2 separate regions of the Zea mays genome follow, and region 1 is linked to region 2. The links are chromatin contacts, called in public Hi-C maps. All regions are on one chromosome and are shown on one strand. Each heading gives the region's core, a stretch centred on a gene start, on an enhancer-like site or on the middle of the called end of the contact. The rest is flanking DNA. Distances are from core to core; before and after follow the strand shown. Region 1 holds the start of LOC100502539. Region 2 has its middle 18 kb from the start of LOC109940943.

Region 1 (4,932 bases), core at 526-3,025, 460 kb after region 2:
CCATGCATCCATCAAATTGTAGATTCTACCTCCGGATACAATCTACTTTCTTTCTTAGACAATTACTTTTGGATAGCTTGCTTTTACTTTGCATTCAGTCTGTTGGACTAGCCTACTATTTTTTAAAGTCTATTTTAGAGAATACCTAAATTGGTAAATTTGGCTAAACTTTTTTGGCTAACTTTTTGGAGTTGCTCTTAGCTTTATGCTACAATGGGTCTGTTTGGTTCAGCTTTTTTCTGACCAGCTTCTCTGAGAATATGGCTGTGGGGAGAATCTGACTGTGTAGAGAATCTAAGTATCATTAGGATTATATGCGGAGGAAGATAAATGTGTCCATATGACTCAGGATTTAGAAAGTGACGGATTCCTACTATTGCAATGACTCAACCGATTATGTGTTTATGTTGATTTTAAATGGTTTTTACCCAAACGAATTTTATAGAAGCTGACTGAAAAGCTAAGCGTTTGGCAGTCCGCAACAGCTTTTGGTGGCCAGAAGCTCCAAAAAGCTGAAACAAACGGGGGCAATGTTCTCTCGTTGATGGTAGGTGCTTGTCATAAAGATGATCAACGAACAAATATAGGAAAGAGACTAGATTTGTGATAATGCGTGTTATTGCTTATGAGATATATATAGAAGGACAAGCACCACAACATGTGTCTCTTAGATGGCGAGTTTTCCCGTGTTAGTTATGCCACTTTTCCTATTTATATTTCAGGTACCGGTTTTTAGATGATTTCAGGTAACATACCTATACAACCAATTGGTATAAATAAATTTGTTGTTTCTATAATTTGTAATTTGTGTCTTTATCATAACAAATCATTTTTTTGTTTTTATCAGACTATAGAAATCATTCTATCGTCTAATGGATTTTTTTATTCTGGAACACGAAAATTGTAGATTATGCCTACATAAATCACAACGAACCAAATCTATAATTTTAGTATAAAATATACGCAATAGCCATCGCCTGAAAAAATTAAAATTAGAACATGGATTTTAGCAAATCCTTAGTTATGACATTAGGACGAGGATAGAGGAGGTTTGCATCATTTTTTTGGCAATCTTCGATGAAATATATGATTATTAATGCACATATGATTAGATGACACGAATATTTTTTCTTCTCTAGATCCAGCCCTTATTCGAAAACCAATGCAGTCAACCATATATATGTTGCTTGCTACGTTTAAAATCAGATGGAGAAAAGGTGCACACAAGTTGCTTCGAAACAGAGGCAATGTTAAGTAGTAGAGCTGTGATCTATAATTATCATCTATTCAAGTTAGGCACTCCAAAGTATGGCGAAAAAAACACGTTAGTAGTTTCTATTAACATCCGCGTGATCTTTACAAGGAGAAGTCAGTAGCCTTGCGCCCTTGCCTTACGCAAGAGGCAAGCAAACAAGGAGCATTCATATACCATGTCATCCGCCCACCAAAGTGGCAAGGTGAAAAGGATGGGAAAAAGAGGGGAAAAAACAGAAGGAAAAAAAAAGAGCACAGGTTTATCATGCATGCTTGAGATGGATCAGTCACTCCAGCAGAGGAGCATGACGACGCATCGGCGGATGATGTAGAGCCGAGCCTTCTGCTCCCTTAGCACCCTCTGCAGCTTCCCCCTCTGCTGCTGCTTCTTCTCCTGCTGCTGCGCCATGGCTGCTGCGGATGATCAGGGGCAGGGACCGGATGTGGTTGCCCAGAAGGTTCAGGTGCTCATATCAGCAGTAGTGGTGCAGTGCTCGGTGCTCTCCTTTCTAGCTAGGTGATGGGGACCGGAGGAGAGATGCATCTCTTGTTTATATAGACAAGGGGCCGGCCGGCAGGATCTTGATGCCACCGCACCCACCGCTCACATGCAGTCAACACTCATGTGTGCCTTTGATAGGGATGAAACTAGACCAAGTACAGACGGACATCAGTGACCCTGCATTCTGTTTTTTTTTTCTCTCTCGATACATTCTGATATTAAAATTTTAAATTCAGATACGGACTTTCCATATATGATTTTGACACTTTATTGACGGGTGAATCAATAATAAAAAAAAAGTATCCGTCCCATGCATTTTACCCCTAGACTTGGACGTACGCGCGCGACAGCTTGTGATGCTCCTCCCATTTTTTTCTATTGCTTATTATAATAATAAATTGTTTAATTAGGGGGGGCAGCAGATAGGATGCATGCTTACCTGCATCGCAACATGATGATGGATGGATGGATATCAAATGGAATGGACCCTTGATGGGTGCTGAGGAGCAAGCAGCTCGCCATGATTAGAGGACCGTGCGCCGCGCCGCGCGCCTGCCTGACAGGATCAAGAGTTGGCCATCCATGCCTGCCTGCAAGCAAATAAGGTTGGTTCACAGGTTGCTTAATTAATTTATACAATGGCAGCGACGCGACGGCTGCTTATATATGAGATGGCCCTCAAGCAGTCAAGAGGTTACCTGAACGAAAAGCTGCCGCTAGCTATTAGCTAGGGTTGCTCACAGGGACGCACAGTTAGCCCTTCCCACCGCCAAACGGACAAGGACACTCACTGACAGTCTGTGTGTAGTAGAATAGGAGTACGCTAAGCTAGCTAGGAAGAGATGTGGAAAACAACAGGGGAACGCATGCATGCATGGACTCGACAACGGAATTTGTTTTTGCTCCTTGCCTGCGGATATGTCATGTGCATTGCTTGAATGCTTGTATACTGGTTACAACAACCCTATTCAGATCCATACTTGGACGTCCCTAGTGCGCACAGATATATAGGAAACATACATGCATTTCTATATTTCCCGTGTGCGGAAAACAATAGGACGCAGAATTCCATGGGAGGAGATAAAGTTTTTCATCGATATATTCTTGGCAATGCATATGCATATCCTCCTCGTTTCGATTCCATACCAAACAACCAAAATTTCCACTTAGCGCTAGACAAAATTTCCACCAGCAGGCAACCACCAATCAGGAGTGCAGAACTACCAGGCGTCAGCGAATCCTTAACATTCGATGGAAGAATCAATTACTAGTACATGTTGATTTTAACTCCTACGTGTACAGGCAAATCATGCAGTAAGACAAGTCTGCATACCTGTTAGTATACCAGTAATACAGATCAGAGAATTACTGTTATATGTTTTCTTTCCCTTCCGCAAAAATATACCACGTTCTGGGTTGCACAGTCTGCGCATGCGCAGAGGGTCTTCTTGCTCACGAAGAACCCTAGAACTCCCCCAAGGGACCCCGTCACGGAGGAGACTTCTAGGGGGTGCCCCTGGATCAGCAGGCCACCCGAAACTTCCCTATATATGATGTAGAGTAAAAGAGGGATGAAGATTTGAGGTTTGGGAAAGGCTAAACTAGGTCTAATTTCACTACACCACGGTTGAGTTTTAGAAACCCTTATTAAGCACCAATTGTTGGTCGCTAAAAGTTGGAGACTGTTGATCGGTCGCTAAAGACGTTTGTAGCAAAAGTCTGTTGGTTACCAAAACTATACAACTTTGACGACTGACAGTTGGTCTCTATAAAGGCATGTGGGGATCCAACCGTTGGTCGCTAAAAAAATTTTGGACCCTAAGATAAAATTTAGGTTGGTCCACCTCTCATCGCACACCATCTCCCCCATCTCTATACTCTACCACCGCCGCCTCGAGCCCTCGATCTCGTCCTTGTTATATTGTCCTTTGAAAGGGAAATGGCCTTTACCATTATCTCTAAATAGATTTTAGTGCTTGATGACCATCATAACTTTATGGACTAACTAGTTTGTCTAGTTGATTGTTTCACAGGTTCATAAGTCTATCCATCTTAATTTTAAGTCGAATGTCCGGAATAATGTAAATTATTCCGGACAGGAGAGCTTTTTGGAGAAATCACCTATGCGCGGACCATCCATGACACCTCGATGCATCCCGAAGAGGAACTTTGTAGAAAGCCACATTTTTACTACAGATTGTCTGAAGGAGAGAAGAGCACCGTTAGGGACCAAGCGCAGACCGTCTGGCCTCTAGACGCGGACCGTTCGGGCCCTTCCGGCGGACCGTCCACGACACCACGATGCATCCCGAAGAGGAACTTTGTTGAAAGCCACATTTCTACTACAGATTGTCTGAAGGAGAGAAGAGCACCGTCAGAGACCAAGTGCGGACCATCTGGCCTCTAGGTGTGGACTGTCCGGGCCCTTCCGGCGGACCGTTCACGACACCTCGATGCATCTCGGAGAGGAACTTTGTTGAAAGCCACATTTCTACTACAGATTGTCTGAAGGAGAGAAGATCACCGTTAGGGACCAAGCGCGGATCGTCTGGCCTCGAGGCGCGGACCGTCCGCCCTTTGAAAACTAGAAAAACTCGAAGATGCTAGATTTAGTAAGATTCATTTTTAGCGTCCTCGCGGACCGTCTAGGGTGCACGACCGGACCATCCGCGATTGATCTATTTGACATCTGACGATGCATTTAATACTCTTATAGCCGTTGATAAAGCCATTATTGCTGACCTTTACGATTTCAACAGTTGATGTGTAGGGCCAGATCGTCCGGGCCAGGAGGGCGAACCGTTCGCGGGTGGCAGAAAGTGGGTAACAACTAGGAATTGGTTGGTGGCTATAAGTACAACCACAACCACCTCTATTATATACATCCAAGCATTCCATTCATCTACATCCAATACAAGAGCAAGCACATCACTCCAAGACATATTCAAAGCTTCCAAGCTCCTCCAAGTGCCATAATTGTGACTAGTGATCATTAGTGATTAGTTCCTTGGAAAGTCTAGAGAGAGTGTGATCTTGTGTTTTTCTTGTTGCTCTTGTTGCTTGGCTTTATTGATTGTGCTTTCTTCCTCTCCTTCAAAACTCTTAGTGACTTACAAAGCTAGCAAGAGACACCTAATTGTGTGGCGATCCTTGTGGGGATTAAGTGATCCTCGAGA
Region 2 (4,827 bases), core at 395-2,894:
AGGAAAGAATATTTGGAGGCAAAGTACTGCCAAAAGTGTAAATCATCTAGGTTCATAGAGGTAGACTCTGATGACGGACAAAAGAGGTAGCTCGACATCCCATTGACAATCCTATGCCACCTTTTGTTCATACCGAGCATCCAACGTCTATACATGACCGAGGAATCTGCGAAACAGAAGGAATGACACAAAAATGGCAAACGATACAATCCTTCCAAGATGCTGCACGTATCCGATGGTGAAGCATGAACTCACTTTGATGCCATTCACCATGATAAAGCTAAATAGGCTCATAATGTACGTGTTGCGATGACCACATATGGATTCAATCCCTATGGAATGACCACTACCCCATACACATGTTGGCCCGTGTTCGTCGTCCCCATCAATCTCCTCCCCAGCGTATGCTTTCAAAGACAACATATTCGTGTCGTTGATAATTTCTAGACACCCGAGGAATAAATTGGGTGTGTACATGGGGCCTTTGATTGATGAATTGACCCATGCTTGGGAGGAAGGGGTATGGACTTATGACCGAGCTATGAAGACAAACTTCAAAATGCATGTTTGGTACCAGTACTCCATGCATAACTTACAAGCATATGAGCTATTCTGCGCCTGGTGTGTTCACGGTAAGTTCTCATGCCCAGTTTGCATGGAAGCTCTTAGGTTCAATTGGTTGAAGACGGATGGCAAATATTCGTCATTTGATAAACATTGACAATTTCTCCCTCCTAACCATGCATTCCGACTAGACATCAAGAACTTTACCGAGTGTTACACTCGGCAAAGAGGTACTTTGTCGAGTAGCATGACCATAGCACTCGACAAAGAAGGCACACCTGGGAACCGGTAAAGCTTATTTGCCGAGAACTGTGGCCCAGGCCCTCGGCAAAGAAGATCCCTTTGTCAAGTGTCTCCAAGTGCACTAGTCAAAGGGACTGGCAAGGGTCCACTGTAGCATTCTATGCCGAGAGCCCTTCCATCAGGCACTCGGCAAAGAAGCCCCCTTCGTCGAGTGCCTCCCGGAGCTCTCAGCGAAGGGTTTAGCAAAAGGGGGCCACTGGAGCATTCTTTGTCGAGTGCCAGTATATCAGGCACTCGGCAAAGAAGGCTTCTTTGGCAAGTGTCTGGGAGGACACTCGACAAAGGCTCTGTCACCGTCACTTGGCGCCGTAACGACGACTTTTCTTTGCCGAGTACCAGACGACACTCGACAAAGTCTCTTCCAGAGTGTCCGACAAAAAGTACTCGGCAAAGAAGCCGTTGCCGATGTATAGTTCACTGAGATTTTTGTGCCGAGAGTCATTCGGCAGAGACTTTGCCGAGTGTTTTCTGGGAGCATTCGGCAAAGAAGCTGTGTCCAATAGTAACGGTTATAAGTTCAAATAGATCAAGTTTCTAAATAGTTTTTAGAATTAATTTAATAATACTTATCTCGTATTACAAATATTAGTGCTTTCAATATAATCGTAATCCATCTCTAAACTCTTTAACTTTATAAAAAGGTATGCTTGATTTTTTTTTGACGGAGGCAGTATCTTTAAAGAAAAGGCTACGAATGTACTGGGGAAGATATTGTACGTGTTGATTGACCGCGGATAATGCCACGTATACGACGGCTTTTGACTTTTGGGTCTGCGTGAGGACTGAGGAGCCGGCCGTGCCACACCCACACCCAGACGACTAGTACTAGTATACTGCCACTTGACACTTGTAAAGAGGCAACGGACAGCATATATGCTTTTGGGCTTTTTTTTCTTCTTTTAAAAAGAATTAATTTGAACTCATAAACATGAAACTAAGCAAAGACATGGATGGACCTAGCTAGATGCAAAGTGCATAGACGTAATATATACTTGCGTACGCTGTAAGCAAATTTAAAGTGGGCTGAAACGTGTTGTTGACCGATATGTGCGTCGATCTGCGCAACACACGTTGCTATCTGTTGCTGCATGGGTACTAACTATCCTTTATTAATTTCTCTATTAATACTACAGTCACCACGGTGAGAGCATCTACAGTAGTTATATAAACATGTTTCTAAATCTTAGTTTAAGAAGTTATTAGAAAAAACTCATCTCCAATGTATTGTAAATGTTGTTGCTAAATTTATGAAGTTGCTACATTTTTCTTCCTTCATTGCTACATGTGGCAAACCCAAAGGAACTCCCCGAAGCTCATTCCACATGAAATCGAAGCCTACTTTCTTTTCTATTTCGCGCGTTATTTCTTCCCCACGCTTTCCACGTTTCCAATGGTGGCCATACTACTTTTATATTATTTAGTTTCATGGAGTACACTTATATATGAATAACATGTGGATTTTTAGTTGCATGTTCTGCTCCTATATACTGTTTCCAAATCAGATTCATGTGTAGCTGTGGCTAAAATTCAGATAGAATTGTATGTGTTTTCAGTTCATATAGAACTCTTGAATTCTAGGTATGTGCAATCCGATCGTAGCCGCCCTGCTGCACAATCTGATCGCAGTTGAAATAATTCATGGGGCATTGATTTCTTTTATGAAACACATGTGGACTAGCAACTAGTACTTGGTGACAATTAAACTACCACATGCCGCGAGTAGTACTGCCTGAATATCTGACGAAGGAGCAAAACCAATGAGCCAAGACCTTGCACACAGGTGAAGCTGATCGTGATTTGATCTATGTGCTTGCCTGGATCAAGACAAACTAGGCCCATTTAAAAAAAAGCCCTTTCAATTAAGTTGAGTTGGCATTATTTAAAAAATTTAGCAACTAGAAATAGAGAACTATTGAAGAACATGAAATTTATACTCTCTATTATTATTTAGCAATTCCCTACATCGTCTTTTAGGGAGTTTTATTTTACAAAATTACTGGAGATGCTCTGAGAGGGTCAGGTCGACAACGACGACGAGGAATTGACGAGAGTGATGGGAAGGGGGCGGCGGGGCCGTGGGAAGGAGGTGGGTGCGGCGAGGTCACGGGGAGAGGAAGAGGGAGGGATGAAGATGGTATAAATAGTATTGTCAATTGGATTTAAGTGCGTAAGAGAGAGAGGATGTTATCCATCGATCTGAACCGTTGTTTTTATGGTGTGTTAATTTTGGGTGTAATTTGTTTGGTGGATTTAGTGTAGGTTATAGATGTGAGGGTGATTTGGTTGAGTGAGTTTTATAAAATTTAAACTAGTGGATTATATAGTGGTATAAATAATTCACAACGTGCACTATTTTTGTCTCGTGGTCGTCTTGCCCAACTTCTGCTTACGTACAACACTAGTCACTACTGGAATCGTGTTCTTTGCCGAGTGTTTAAAGGTCATTTTACACTCGGCAAAGCCTTTGCCGAGTGTTACACTCGGCAAAGATTTTATCGGCAAAGGTTTATTTGCCGAATACTTTTTTTGGACACTCGGCGAAGAGCACTCGGCAAATTAAGAATCGAAAAAAATCCAAAAAAATAGCAAATTTTTTTTTAAATTATAGGAACAACTCTCCAACCACTATCATTTTCACTATTATTTTGAATTAAATCAAATTTACATGTTTTGTGAATGATGAGATTCGAACTCTCTCTCGCGCATACCCTACTCTACCACTACACTACTACATCATTTATGTCAAGATTAAGTTTCCATTCCTCATGTACTATAACAAACCGAGAGTAATTTGATTATTTAAGTTACTAAATGAATTCATATGAAAATATGACCAACTATAAAGTTGCATAACTTTTCGAGATCTACAAGTTCTATTTTGATAGTTTGTACATCCGAGGCCGTTTACAAAATTTGAAAACTTCACACGAACTTTTCAATGATAAGATGATTTCAAATAAAAAAATTGTCATTTACAAGGTTTCATTACATTTCAAAACCTACAACTTTTATTTTGGTGGTTTTTCCATCCGAGGTAGTTTGAAAAATTCAAATTTTAAAATTCAAATATAGTTTTGCTTGACAAAATGATTTCAAACCAAAACATTGTCAACTACAAAGTTTCATGACTCTTCAATACCTACGACTTTCATGTTGGTGGTTTTTTCTTTCGAGATCGTTTTCAAAATTCAAGTTTTAAATTTTTTAAATTGAGACGTAGTTTTTGTTGACAAGATGACTTCAAATGAAAAAGTTACCAACTACAAAATTCTATAACTTCTCAAGATCTACAAAGTTTATTTTGGTTGTTTGGTCATTTGTTCATTTCACATTATGGTTCTAACAATATGTACAAATCTTAAACATCTAAACTACGAGAGAGATAGGTTTTATGAACAAATTTATTTTTATTTTATCATATGAAGAAATGTTCAAAATATAAATTATACATCATGATGAGTTATACAAATTGGTAGTTGAAAACTTTTTTATTTGAATTAATTTACTGTTTTAACCGAGAATTTTTTGCGTGACACTCGGCAAAGAGCTTCTTTGTCGGGTGTCCGAAAAAACACGCAAAATATTTGGTACTTGCAAAGAGCCAAATTCCGGTAGTGAGTACAAAACGTCTATATGCCTGCGGATGACAATCTGGCTGTGTGGAGAATCGAAGTATCGTGGAGATTATGTGTGGAAGAAGATAAATGTGTCTACAGGGTTTAAAATATAGAAAGTGACATATTCCTCCTACCTCAATGACTCGGTCGATTCTATGTTGACATTGATTTTGAACAATTTTTACCAAATCGATTCTTATAGATTCAGACCGAAAAGATTGCGTTTGACAGTCCGCAACAACTATTGGTGGTCAGAACATAAATTTAAGCTGAAACAAACACCACGCTTTTCGTGAACGTCCGGCCGGTTCAGGCTTGAAATTTGACTGAAATGGTAGTTCAA

What was found. A called contact is a pair of places that touch in the nucleus more often than the background predicts.
Region 1: a Hi-C map of bundle sheath shows a contact between it and region 2, with 2.3 times the contacts expected there. The contact joins the promoter of LOC100502539 here to the enhancer-like site in region 2. A contact is called at or near these places in 3 of 25 Hi-C or Micro-C datasets (bundle sheath, ear and leaf).

What each region holds. Positions count from the first base shown.
Region 1 is chr7:88,465,865-88,470,796 of Zm-B73-REFERENCE-NAM-5.0, forward strand. It overlaps LOC100502539, which reads right to left and starts at 1,776. Exons shown (of 1, transcript NM_001364989.1): 1 at 1,439-1,776. The coding sequence starts at 1,663. The coding sequence ends at 1,538.
Region 2 is chr7:88,010,622-88,015,448 of Zm-B73-REFERENCE-NAM-5.0, forward strand. No RefSeq gene overlaps it. Among protein-coding and RNA genes, the nearest start is that of LOC109940943, 18 kb to the left of the region's middle. Within about 2 kb of position 1,645, at least 8 of the 20 cell types and tissues checked have an H3K27ac peak or open chromatin away from gene starts, as enhancers often do. A contact at or near this core is called in bundle sheath, ear and leaf, where this site is marked.